Regions from separate parts of the Oryctolagus cuniculus genome. Here region 1 is linked to region 2. The links are chromatin contacts, called in public Hi-C maps. All regions are on one chromosome and are shown on one strand. Each heading gives the region's core, a stretch centred on a gene start, on an enhancer-like site or on the middle of the called end of the contact. The rest is flanking DNA. Distances are from core to core; before and after follow the strand shown. Region 1 has its middle 43 kb from the start of IL6ST. Region 2 holds the start of IL6ST (interleukin 6 cytokine family signal transducer).

The links. A called contact is a pair of places that touch in the nucleus more often than the background predicts.
Region 1: a contact with region 2 is called in a Hi-C map of an unstated tissue, with 2.5 times the contacts expected there. The contact joins the enhancer-like site here to the promoter of IL6ST in region 2. A contact is called at or near these places in 2 of 6 Hi-C or Micro-C datasets (ear pinna and an unstated tissue).

Annotation. Positions count from the first base shown.
Region 1 is chr14:76,784,831-76,791,248 of mOryCun1.1, reverse strand. No RefSeq gene overlaps it. Among named protein-coding and RNA genes, the nearest start is that of IL6ST, 43 kb to the right of the region's middle. Within about 2 kb of position 2,003, at least 3 of the 8 cell types and tissues checked have an H3K27ac peak or open chromatin away from gene starts, as enhancers often do.
Region 2 is chr14:76,740,430-76,747,493 of mOryCun1.1, reverse strand. IL6ST (interleukin 6 cytokine family signal transducer) reads left to right here and starts at 2,555. Exons shown (of 17, transcript XM_008262226.4): 1 at 2,555-2,795.

The DNA.
Region 1 (6,418 bases), core at 754-3,253, 44 kb before region 2:
GAGTTATAGACAGTGAGAGAGAGAGAGACAGAGAGAAAGGTCTTCCTTCTGTTGGTTCACTCCCCAAGTGGCCGCCATGGCCGGCACTGTGCTGATCCGAATCCAAGAGCCAGGTGTTCCCTCCTGGTCTCCCATGTAGGTGCAAGGGTCCAAGTACATGAGCCATCCTCCAGTGCCTTCCCGGGCCACAGCAGAGAGCTGGACTGGAAGAGGAGCAACCGGGATTAGAACTTCTCACCCATATGGGATGCCAGCACGACAGGTGGAGGATTAACCAAGTGAGCCATGGTGCCGGCCCCTAAAACATTTTAAACCTCTCCATGAAAAAAAAAAAATAATAAACCTCTACATGGGTTTATGAAGGGGCAGTCTTTAGAGAGCCTGTACTTGGCTAATATTGGACAACCTAGTTATTCTAGAACCCAGAGAGCTTATATTGTAGACACTTGGGCCCCATCAATTTACCATTACTACTTCCCTGATTATCATCACAGCATTTGGATAGTTCCCACCACTAGAAGCACAAAAATAATTTGTTAGGATGAAGTGCGGTATAGACTTTAGTGTGTGACAGATCACAGGGCCTGGGCTACACAGTTTTCTTTTACTGTTTGCCAAACTGAAATCATCACATCAAGTGTGGTGACTGAAGAACTGACTTAAACATGAGTTGCACCTTATCTCTTCACCAGATTAACATTAATCAGCGTGACGTAGAAAGTATTTCCATCAGTGGGGATTATTGGGGTAAACCATGTCTAACAAAACATCATATTAAGGACTGGTTTTTTTAGAGATTTTTAAAAAAAAAAAAAACTTTTATTTAGTAAATATAAACTTCGAAAGCACAACTTTTGGATTATAGCGGCTTTTCCCCCCCATAACCTCCCTCCCACCCGCAACCATCCCATCTCGCACTCCCTCTCCCATCCCATTCTTCATCAAGATTCATTTTCAGTTAGCTTTATATACAGAAGATCAACTTGGTATATACTAAGTAAAGATTTCAACAGTTTGAACCCACACAGATACACAAAGTATAAAGTACTGTCTGAGTACTGGTTTTACCGTTAATTCGTTTGGTACAACACATTAAGGACAGAGATCCTACATGGGGAGCAAGTGTACAGTGACTCCTGTTGTTGATTTAACAACTGACACTCTTATTTATGATGTCAGTAATCACCCGAGGCTCTTGTCATGAGCTGCCAAGGCTATGGAAGCCTCTTGAGTTCACAAACTCTGGCCTTATTTAGACAAGGCCATAATCAAAGTGGCCTCCCTTCAGAGAAAGATACCTCCTTCTCTGATGGCCCATTCTTAAGGACTGATTTTTAAGATCAACCCCACATCAAATACCAAAACACCGCAGTTTTTAATGTGATAAATTTAATGGTTCTATCCAACTCCAGTATCGGTCATTTGGATTCTTTTCCTAAATTTCAATATGCATTTTACAGAAGAGAAAGCAAAGCATTTACTTAGCCAGGATCCAAAGTGAGTCAGAATATTTGAGAGTAAGCTCCTTAAGAATCACATAGCCGTTTATTTGTAAAAATTGACAACTATGGAAACCATGGAAGTCATGTGCAGATGCTTGTGTGTAGAACCCTTGTCATCAATGATGGATCTAACCATGTCCTCGATCTCATTTAAGCAAAACAAAACAAAGCCATAACCATGCTAGGACTGATCATCCACTCCAAACACTGTGGCTAAAATTCAAATAGGAACCCCCCAGATGTAAGAAGAAACGAAACACGAAGCCGGCAACGTTTGGATTGGAAGCTAACATGATTTGAAGCGAAGGACAAAGCAGACAAACCACCATGGCCTCCCCAGGCAGCAGAGGCAGCTCCCAGGTGCTGTTTGTGTCTGGCTGGTGTGTATCCTGTTTTCAGATTTGCGATCGTCTTTGGTCTGAAGCTACCCGGCAACACCGTTGCTCTGCCTTCTCATCACTTAGCAAAGCAACGCTAGGACTCTGTCTGAGACCTTCTGTTCACATTGCAATCTTTTTTTAGAGCTGCTGGTGCCTGAGAGGAAATGGAGCTACAAGTGTTTCCTTTCCACTCAGAGCTGGCACTTTTTTTTTTTTTTTTTTTTTTTTTTTTTTTTTTTTTTTTTTTTTTTGTAGTGGAGGAGGTAGCTGAGGGCTTGCAGTTTTCTCCCAACAGTATGAGATAGCACGGGGTTTCCCTCTAATCTGCTCTTGCAGTTTTTGTGTGATACATTATTTAGAACTTATATCCAGAACTCCAGGAAGCAGACTGGGTGCATTCTCGCCGTGCCGGATGGCTCAGCAGCCTTCTCAGATGTGGCTGCTCCACTGCACGCCACTGCTTCTGTCGCCACTGCCCTTCACCCCAGAAATATGTCAAAGCTAGAAAGTGCGCGGGAAGCTCATCATTCCACAGGCTCCCCCCCGCCCCAGAGGAGTGCACAAGAAGGAAAAAAGTAATCTGACCTTGTGTCAAGCTTAGAATGGTGACAGCAGTGCTCTTTCCCGCAAAAGCACCTTGAAGTGGGGAGGAACAGGCACACCCCAGGGCCCTAGGCACAGCCATTCTATTGATCTGAAACAAAAATAATGCTGAGGGATTTGAACAAATTTGATAGCGAACAAATGACTTTTCAGGAGCATTGCCATGTTTGGTGTAAAAATCTGAATTCTTTTGGCTGTCAATGGCAGACTATATTTTTTGAACTAGCTTAGGGGGAACAGGGCACCTACTGGTTCATAGAATCATAAAGTTCAGGGGCAAGGGTGATTGAAGCTTGAGACCCCTAGGACGCTTTTTGTCTCTGCCTCTTCCTTCTGCTTCTCTCTGCAAGTGGGCGATTTAGGGACCCTTACAGTAGTTTCACCATCGAAAGAGATAAAACATGCAAAACACACATGCATATGCACACACCCTCAAGCATATTTACAATCTTCAGGCTGCAGACTTCAGAAGATTCATGTTAGAGCCATAAGACACAGAGAAACAATCCCCCAAAGAGGGGAAGAGCATAGACGTGGCCCCTGGGGATACCATTCTGAGAAGACCAGATGCGTGTTTGCATAAAGGCTTCGTGCATTTCCAGGCATAAATCTTTACAGTTCCAAGAATATATTTATGTCAGCCTGCGAAGCACAGACATACATCGTATGTCACACATAGGCCCCAGAGGGCTTCAAATTTGATGTCCTGGGAAGAAAGAATTTATGGGTGAAGAATTGGCTTTGTTCACTGATGAGACATTTAGATGGATAGCAGGAGCTCAGGATCCTGTGCGACACAAGGCAATGCAAGAGAGCTAAACCCTCTGTTAGAGAAGATTATCAAGAATGTTGACATATGAGAAGAGAGAAGACAAAGGAAGGAATAAAGTGGAGAAAGGGAGAGGAGTTGGCATGAGCCTGGATATTCAAATTCCTACTAAGTGAGAAGGCCAAGGAATGCCCAAAAACTAGGAAAGACCCTTGTGATGTTAGCTTTGAACTTGTTGCTACAGAATTGGGTTGCTACAGAACAAATCCTATGGCAGAGACAGATCACAAAGACTGTTCTCTTTCTGGGCTCAAAATTAGATTATGTTTCCCAGCCTACCTTGCATCCAGGTATGGTCATGTGACCAGTTCTAGGCAATGAAATACGCACAACAATGATGTGTTCCTCCAGTAGGCTTAGCCAATGTATCCCCCATATTATCCTCTGCACGCTTCCTTCTCCCGCAGGCTGGTTACAGAGGATCAAGTGGAGGAGTCCATGACCCTAGGAGATGCTGGAGCCACTGGATGAGAGGAATTTCAGTCTGTGAAAATCTATATAGCTCAGGCCCTTTCCAACTCCCATGGAACTGTGTCATGAGTAAGAACCAATCCTTGTTGTTACTGCTGAGTTGTCACAATAGGGTTTGATACAGCAGTCAACTTATCCTAATAGAAACTTCTTCATTCCATCCCCTATCCAATCTTCAAAAAAGTCTACAAAGCATGCAAATAGCCCATAATGTTCTGTGACAACTCAAAGGAGGCTGAGATTCACATCTGAGTTAGCACGGCATGGGACAGAAACCACACTTAGAGAAAAGCAGCATGTTTTGTCATCTAAACCCCTTTGCAACAGTGGGAGTTCAGGGCCAGAGGAGACCATGGACTCTTAAGACATTTGCAGAAGTATCGGAAGGGGCTTTGACTTCTACAGAGGAGGGCAGGAGAGAGGTCTCAGGAAACCTTACCTGGATCTCAAGGGGGCAGCAAACCTGCAAATGACATATGGATTACATTTGGTTCAGAGCGCTAAGAGTGGAGAAGTTGTGATTCACATACCAACGATGGAGAGTTCAAACCTCTTGGGACAGGCCGGCGCCGCAGCTCAGTAGGCTAATCCTCCGCCTGAGGCGCCGGCACACCGGGTTCTAGTCCCGGTCGGGGCGCCAGATTCTGTCCCGGTTGCCCCTCTTCCAGGCCAGCTCTCTGCTGTGGCCAGGGAGTGCAGTGGAGGATGGCCCAGGTGCTTGGGCCCTGCACCCCATGGGAGACCAGGAGAAGCACCTGGCTCCTGCCTTCGATCAGCGTGGTGCGCTGGCCGCAGCGGCCATTGAAGGGTGAACCAACGGCAAAGGAAGACCTTTCTCTCTCTCTCTCTCTCTCTCTCACTGTCCACTCTGCCTGTCAAAAAAAAAAAAAAAAGCATCTTTCTTCCTGCAAAAAACATATGGCATTGATCATATTGGAGTGTGATGTGAGTTCTTACGAACATTTGAACACCAACAGCCAGGAAGATGATTTTTTTTTATGGGTAACATCTGCTTCCTTCTAGAAAACACACGAATCACTTTCCATGTGTTATATCTTAGACTGTGTTTGAAAGTAAAATCGCCTCCTTCCCTTTGGACCAGGCAGTGGCAATGTTAAGGAAATAGCCTTCCTGGCTGAACCTCAGCTGACCTGCCTACTGGAACCTTTCTTATCAGAGTTCCAGGAACAATCACTTTTGTTTTTTAAGAACAAGATATTGAAAGAGCCTAGTGATGTCCTTTTTCTGACTGCTTTGTATGAATCTGGCAGTTCTTCCCCCAACAGCTCAGCTCAACTCATAATTATACTTATTCTCACCACACCCTACCCTCCCTTGGCTATTAGAACCCCAGAATCCAAACTTCCATCTTCAGCTATTACTTAGCAGTTTTTAATAGTTTTGTGAAAATTGATGGTGAATATATACTTACCTCCTTTCCTTTACTTTTTTGTAAGCTTATTGGGGGACAGATTCAGGAAATATTTGTTAATTCTCTCTCTTGTTTTTCCCTTTAGTCTAAGAATGAGCCTTTGGAGTAATTGTTGTTTTTCAAATAATGCAAAGGCCAAAGAGTAAATTCTACATAATTTTCTAGGTGAGGCTACCGAAACCTAAATATCGAAGCTTATTTGCCATAAAGCAGACAAGCAGTTAGCAGCAGGCCACTTTGCCTCTGATTTTACTTCCATGTTGTGATATGTTGATAGTTTCTTACGACAACTCCATTTCTATACCAAATCATTACTCCCAACTTGTCATGACATTGCAAAGTAATTTGCCAGCTACACATCATCCCAAGAACAGAACTTGTAGTAATGGTAAATTACAGTAAATCCCTTGCAATTGCTCAAATATTCCACATGGCTTGGGTTAGCTCCCATGCTATTATGCACAATGTTACTTCCTCTCCTCTCTCCTATTTCGTGAGCTCATTTTTTTTACCTATCAACACCAAGTTCAAAGGCCACCTTCTCTTGGCACCCTTCCTTGTCTCCTCAGTCACTCTCTTCTCTGTACGCCTGGCTCATTATACTAACTTTATATTCCATGAAGCTGAATGCTTTCTCTTTTTTTTTTTTAAGATTTATTTATTTATTTGAAAGGCAGAGTTACAGAGGCGGGGTGGGGTGGGAGGGAGACAGAAAGAGAGATCTTCCATCCACTGTTTTGTTGTACCTGAGCAAGTCCAAACAAAGGAGCACCACACATTGATAAAATGTGGTGGTCCTTTACTGCCGGCGGTGGAGAGTGGGCTCATGCCCTAAAGAACTCTCAACCCCAAAGCCTAAAGCAACAGGGTTTATAAAGGCAAAAACCACAAAATTGGGAAGGGAATACGTGGTTACTGGTGTCAAGCTGACCTAAAACCTATGCAAAGCTAATATCAATTATAATCTTAACAATGCCAGTGACAATCTTAACAATGTCAATTATAATCTTGACATTAATCCAGGTATTGGCTTTAATCACATGTAAGACATAGACAAATTACATTTTTATTATGAACCCAGGTGCAGCCCATCCGCTTCCAAGCTTGGGCAATCATACTAGGGGGTTTCTATGCTCTGCCAAGTGTGATGCAGGTTGCCAGGTGTGATGTAGTGGACTGCTATTGTCTGAGAGTTTTAGAT
Region 2 (7,064 bases), core at 1,306-3,805:
GTGTGTTCAATTTGTGAAATTTTTGCAAGTTGTACTCTTATAGTATATGTATGGTTTTTTATATGCTTTTTTGGTAAAACTTTTGAAATGGCAGTTATGTTTCTTAGTCTTGTTGCTACACAGTGAATTTTGCCTTTTTTCTAGCTTGGAAATTAAGTAACTACATGATTTACATTCATATTTCATCCCAAATTTATTTTATTACCTGGATTATAATATAGCTTAACCTACTTCATTTTGATACTTATATTTAATTCCTGACTTTAAATTTGGTTGTGATTTAGATGCTGTTGAATTACAAAGGTTTTAACCTATATAGCAGCTGCCCCCAATTCAGCACTGAGTTAACATTTAATTGTTAAATCTCTAAGATGTTTAATGGTAATAATGAAAACCATCAGACAGGAGACTGAACTTAGTAGGAGTAGGATTAAGAACATAGGAGGCCAGTGCCACGGCTCACTAGGCTAATCCTCTGCCTGTGGTGCTGGCGCCCCTGGTTCTAGTCCCGGTTGGGGCGCCGGTTCTGTCCCGGCTGCTCCTCTTCCAGTCTAGCTCTCTGCTGTGGCCCCGGAAGGCAATGGGGGATGGCCCAAGTGCTTGGGCCCTGCACCCACATGGGAGACCAGGAGGAAGCACCTGGCTTCAGATTGGGTAGCGGCCATTTCCGGGGTGAACCAACTGAAGGAAGACCTTTCTCTCTCTCTCTCTGTCTAATTCTGCCTGTCAAAAAAAAAAAAAAAAAAAACACCACTGGAGGAAGAGTTAGCTTTTCAAAAGAACAGACTTTTCTTCCTCTGAGCAAGAGGGAAAAGAGGAGAGGGCTAAATCTATATAGCAGCTGAATCCTAAGTTGGAGAAAAGTTAAGGATAGTTTGTATTTTTCTCGGAAGTAATGAAACAAGGTTCTGTACTAAGAACCAATGTGGAGATGGGGCTGGTAGTTCAAGGAAAAGGGAAACAGGAAATAGATTGACAACATAAACGTGGCTGAAGGTCAAAGGAACTGAAGATGCTTGCCGATACAAAGGCTCCCATTGCTGAGGAAGATAAGAAGAGGTAGGAAATAACTGGTACATTAGGAGAACAAAGACTGGAGGTCACACCCAGGACAAACTGCAGAGCTAATGGGATTGAGGACACAATGGAGGGAGAAGGGTGAGCAGCCAAGGGGACAGAGAGGGACACTCACAATGCAAAACTTGGGAGGTGGAGTAGCTTCACTCGATGACTAAGTGAAAGGTGCGGCTCCACCTCTGGGCTACTTGGACTGAGTGAAGTTGAAGACGACTGGGGAAGAAAAGGAGGGGAAGTTATGCAGTCAGGGTGCTGAAATCATTACTGATGAACAACATGAGGACGCACCGAGACTGACAAAGAGTTTCAGAAACACCACAGACAAGGAAGTACATGGGATCAATCTGATCACATTGTGTAGGTTAGATGTAAGATGACAGCGAGCAGCAAAACAGAATAGGATATCAGGAGTAGCAACAATTGCCAAGTTTTGACTGCTTTGGAAGGCCCTTTCTACTAAAAACTCCTGTTTCCCTGAGTCTTTCTAGTAAAAGCTCCCTGATCAGCAACTATGAGATCATAAGTGATCTGTTTATTCCATCTGAATCCTCAACATAATGAAGAACCTTTTAATTATCTATTAATTTGTAGGTATAATTTATCATGAAGCCATTGCAGCCCTCCTCGAGACAGCCATTCTTCCACAAAAGACCCCGGTCCTGATTGTCTTTCTTCACACACACACACACACACACACACAGCATCTTTGAAGTTTCTCATTTGCTTTGGCAAATGCACATTAACCAACGTGAGCCTTTAGGTCTATATTCCAGGTGGGGGTAGGAGGTTGAATCATGAAGAAATTGATTTTTACTTTTTTTTTTTCTTAACTGGGGAGTGCAACACGCAAAGAAACATCAGTTTCTTGGTAGGTCACCCTCTCTGGATTCTCTTATCACTCATACCCAAAGTCACTAACTTAAAAAAAAAAATTACACCGTGGCAACACTTATTTACATAAAACCTGGGCCGAAGCCGCCGCCGCCGCCACTGTCGCCACAATCTCGGCCACCGAGTCCTTCACTTTCCCCACGGGACTCTCGCGCTTCCCGGTCCCTCAGGGAGACACGCTGTCCCTCGCGGCCCCGGGTTCCTCAGGGAAGGCCCGGGACGGAGCCGCGAAGGGAAGCCGAGGGCGCCCTGGTGAGAAGCGAGGGCGGGAGGTGCGGGCGGGCAGCACCCGGGCTTCGGTTCATGACCCGTTATTCCACGGAAAAATGGAACATTCCGCTCCTTCCGCCCGCAAAGGGGAGGCGGGGGAACCCTTCGATCTCGTCTGGGAGAGGCGACGCGAGCGCAGCCGCCAGAATCCGGGACGCCGGGAGCAGCGTTACGGGAATCGCAGCCGCCCGGAGTCCCGCCCCCTCGTCGTGGAGCAGCCGCTGGGCCAATGCCTGGGGGTACCCGGACTCGTAAGGACCAATCAGAACCCGGGCCCCGACTCTGGGGGCGGGGCATGGAGGGGGCGCCGCGGGGCGGGGTTAGGGGGACGCAGCGCCCCGTCGCGGTAGAAGATCGGCGCGTCGCGTCCTGGGGAAGGGAGCCGCGAGCTGTCCGGCACCGGGGCCGACAGCCCAGAGGCCCGGGAAGTCGTCTTGCGGCCGGCTGAGTAGGGGGGCTGCCAGGCTCGCCCACCTGACGTCTTGGGTCTGGTCCGGCCTGGCGCCGACGGAGAGTCAGCCGTGGAGTCGCAGAAGAGCGAGGCGCCGCGGCCTGAGGTGAGGACGGGCCGGGACCGGGTGCAGGGCCGAGTAGCGGGCGGGCGCGGGCGCGGGCGGGCTCGGGCGGCGCGGACCGGCGAGCTGCGCTGGAGCGGGCCTCTTCCTTCCCCGGGAGAGGAGCGCCCGGCCGCGCGCGCACCCCGAGGTTGTCAGTCCCAGCCTGGAAATCCCCACATTCCTTCCCCTCTCTGCTTCCACCCCCTGATTGGACTTCTGCAACTTTGTCACCTCGATTCCCGAATCCCAAGTACAGACCTTCCGCCTGCCCTACGCACACCCTGTTAAGCTCCCTTCAAGACTGGACCCCTGCTTGGCGCCCCGACCTCGTTTCTTCCAGCCCCCTCTCCGCCGCCCTTTAAATTCCACGAGCCCCGCACTTGACTCCGAATCTCAGGCCGGAGGTTGATTCCCCTTCCTCGTGGCCGTCTTTTCATCCTCAAACTGTAATGCTTCAACACCGTTTGAAGTTCGCAGCGCTAGTAATCACGTTAACGAACGTTGCTTGTCTGCCTTTGAGGTCTTTTATCCACCCTTCCCGACATAGCGCTGTAGCCTAAGGAGAACAAATCCATGATCTTTTCATGTGTCTCCTGCTCCCCTAGGCTTAAAGGTTACTCCAAGACCAAGGTTCTGCTCTTCAGTGGGTGAACTGCATCTTATTCATAACCTCAACCCACCCCCAAAATTCACAGATCAGAAATGAGACTTGCCGTTTTTATTTATTTATTTATTTATTTTTTGCCTAAAGAAGGAAGCCGATTGTGATTTAATTTGTGTAGTTTTGGGCAGTTATACCGCTTTACAATAATTTATAACGCAGTTATACCGCTTTAAGATAATTTATTGGTAGAGTTCCAGGACAAATCTAAAAGATTGCGGTATTTGGTTTAGTCAGTGCTGTAAACAAACCCTTTAGACTGTGTGTGACTGCCAGCTTCAAGTTGGAGCAACTCTGGATTTGAAATTATTGACTCGGATAATCCTGCAAGTTAGTCACCATTATCTTCATTTCTTAAATTGAGGTTAATACCTATTGGGAAGTACAGATGAGAATATTACAAGAACCAACTTGATAGGAAGGTAAATTGGGAGTTCCAGCTGTTTCTCTTTAGCAATAATTTTGAACATTTGGTTTTAATTACAGGTGAAAGGGAAAGATTAGAAGGGAGTGTCAAAAATTGTAGTGAAAATTTTCTTTCAAGTCTGTATTATTGACAACAGTAGTTTAGTTTTCTCATTGGTAATTTGGAGCACTGTACTGCTGCCAGCCAATTTATTAGAGTATATTCTTACACAATTAATAGTGTTGTTCTCACGAATTGTTGTTTTTAGGTTTTTTCCCCCAATAGGATTTGCATAGCAGTTAAATATTAGAGTGAATGTTGATTATTACATTCCTGTGAAGTAGGGTTGACAACAGGTTAAGTAAAATTGATTGATAACAGTAAAATAAATGCCTATGTGACTCTGTATCCTATGTGCTTAATCATTTTGTCATACTGACACATTTCTCATAGAGATTCCAGTGCAACATTTGGTTTGGAAATTTAAGAGCTATATCCATAATCCCTCTACTATGGCAGGAAGGGTTCCCATCCCCCAAGCTGTTTCAGAGCTGCTCATTTTAATGGGAGTCAGAATTGCCTGGCCTTAGTACAGTTGCAGCTTGGCTCCTGGAGAAGCATGGAATGTTCTCATAGGCTTCACCGTTCGTGTGATTGCCAAGACAGTATGCTCAAAGTTGATGTTTCTGTTGGGCTTTCTTAGTCTATAGGATCCAGCTGAGCACTTACTACTTTAAGAACTCACAAAGATGCATGAGATGTCATCAAATCTAAACATAATTTGCACAAAATTGGATTGACTTAAAAATGAAAAATCACAGCTTTAAAGCAGTTTTAATTAGATGCTGAGTGATACTGACAATGCTAAAGGTATTTAGAGAGATTGTTGATGGATTGAAATGATCAAAGGAGGTACTAGAGGTCAGCTTTGAAATCTGAGTGAGATTTGGATAAAGGGAAAATGAAGAGTCCATTCATAATGTAGAATATATAGGGGTATAATATAGCAGAAGATACAGAACATGGTAGAGAACCAGCCGGTGGAAAGGGTCAGTAGTAACCAATACATGTTAATTATATAGCCAGGACATATTTAAAACTTACTTTGTGTCAGTCACTATTTTGAATACTTTGCCCATATTAATACATTTAATTCGTATAGCCTTTTAATGTGGCTCTTGCTGTCTTTCTTTTTAATGCTTTTTTTAAACACTTATTTATTTGAAAGAGTTACAGAGAGAGGTAGAGACAGAGAGAGAGGTCTTCCATCTGCTGGTTCACTCCCCAGATGGCCGCAACGGCCGGAGCTGCGCCAATCCGAAGCCAGGAGCTTCTTCCAGGTTTCTCACACAGATGCAGGGGCCCAAGGACTTGGGCCATCTTCCACTGCTTTCCCAGGCCATAGCAGAGAGCTGGATCAGAGGTGGAGCAGCCGGGACTCGAACTAGCACCCATATGGGATGCCAGCACTTCAGGTCAGGGCGTTAACCCACTGTGCCACAGCGTCAGCCCCTAATGCGTTTTTAAAATTATTATTTAAGAGAGTGCCCATCTAGTGGTTCACTATCTAAATGGCCAAGATGGGGGCCGGCGCTGTAGTGGGTAAAGCTGATGCCTGCAGTGCTGGTATCCCATATGGGAGCCGATTCGAGTCCTGGCTGCTCCACTTCCGATCCAACTCTCTGCTATGACCTGGAAAAGCAGTAGAAGATGGCCCAAGGCCTTGGGCCCCTGCACCCACGTGGGAGACCTGCAAGAAGTTCCTGGCCTCAGATAGGCACAGCTCTGGCCGTTGTGGCCAGTTGGGGAGAGAACCAGAGAATTGAAGGCCTTTCTCTCTCTCTGTCCCTCTCTCCTTCTCACTGTGTGTAACTCTGACTTTCAAATAAATAAATAAATCTTTAAAAAAACAAATGGCCAGAACTGGACCAGGAGGAAGCCAGGAAACAGAAACTCAATCCAGGTCTCCCATCTAATTAGGAGGGACCCAATTATTTGAGCCATCACCATCGCCTCCCAGGGTCTGCATTAGCAGGAAGCTACAATTGAGAACCTGAGCCAGGATTCAAACCCAGGTATTCTGATAGTTCTTAACAGCAAAGCCAAATGCCTACCCTATCCCCTTTTCAACATAAGGAACTCAGGCAGTGAAAGGTTAATTAACTTGTCCAGCTAACAAGTAATAGATCACATATTGTCTCTTTATATAATATGTTTGAGTCATAATGAGTAGAATGAGAAGGCCATGCTAGAAGATCTTTTAAAGCCGACTCTTAATGGTCCACTAGGTGCTTGAAAGTGTTAGCTGACTATATTAAGACATGTTAAATAATTATGGTGCAGTGCCATGAATCCTGTTTGGGAACTGTGTAAGAGTACACTGGAAACAAAAATGCTTGTGAGAGTAGGGGAAAATTCCACAGAAGAAATGATGTTTCTTCTGGATTATAAACAGTACTGCAAAGCAGAGGTAGTAAAGGTATTGTAAAAGCATGTGTGGAGCGCAGACTCTGAACAAAGTGTAGAGAAGTATGATTAGACGAAGTGTAGAGAAGTTTGCTGTGACTTAAGAGTCAGTAGGGATGGGGTAGGTAATGGTGAAAGGTAACCAACAAATTGTGAATGGAATGGTGAAGTCAGGCAAAATGAGGACCTTACATGTTTGCTTTGCAATTGGAAAATGACAAAAATAATTTTAGCATGATTGGAGTAAAGGCCAGATTGTTTGCAATACTCCACAAGTTTAGTGGTAGGTTAGCTTTAGGGAGAAGTCCAAGGAAAGGATTGTTTTTGGAATAGGGAAAATTCACTATTGGAAAAGATAGATTGGACAAGCATACTGAAGCCACATTTTTAGAATCTTAAATAGCTAAAATGTTTTGCATTGTTATTCACCTTTTAACAGACTATGAGGGAAAGAGTGATGAGTTTAAAGTAGCGTTTTAGCAAGATTCATCCACCAATAATGTTCAGAAAGTTTGGAAGGAAGGAAAGAGCCTGGAAGCAGAAAGGCTATTTTAAGTATTGAGATGATTAGTGCCCAAATTAAATTGGTCATGGTAAAGGGTAAGAACAGGCAAGTGGGGAAAGCATTTTAAAAGAAGAATGGATAAGATTTGTAGCTTAGAAAAACTAAAATGTAATCGATAGTTAAGAGAAACAACAATGGACTCCACTGACTTGGATAATTGAAGAGAGTGAG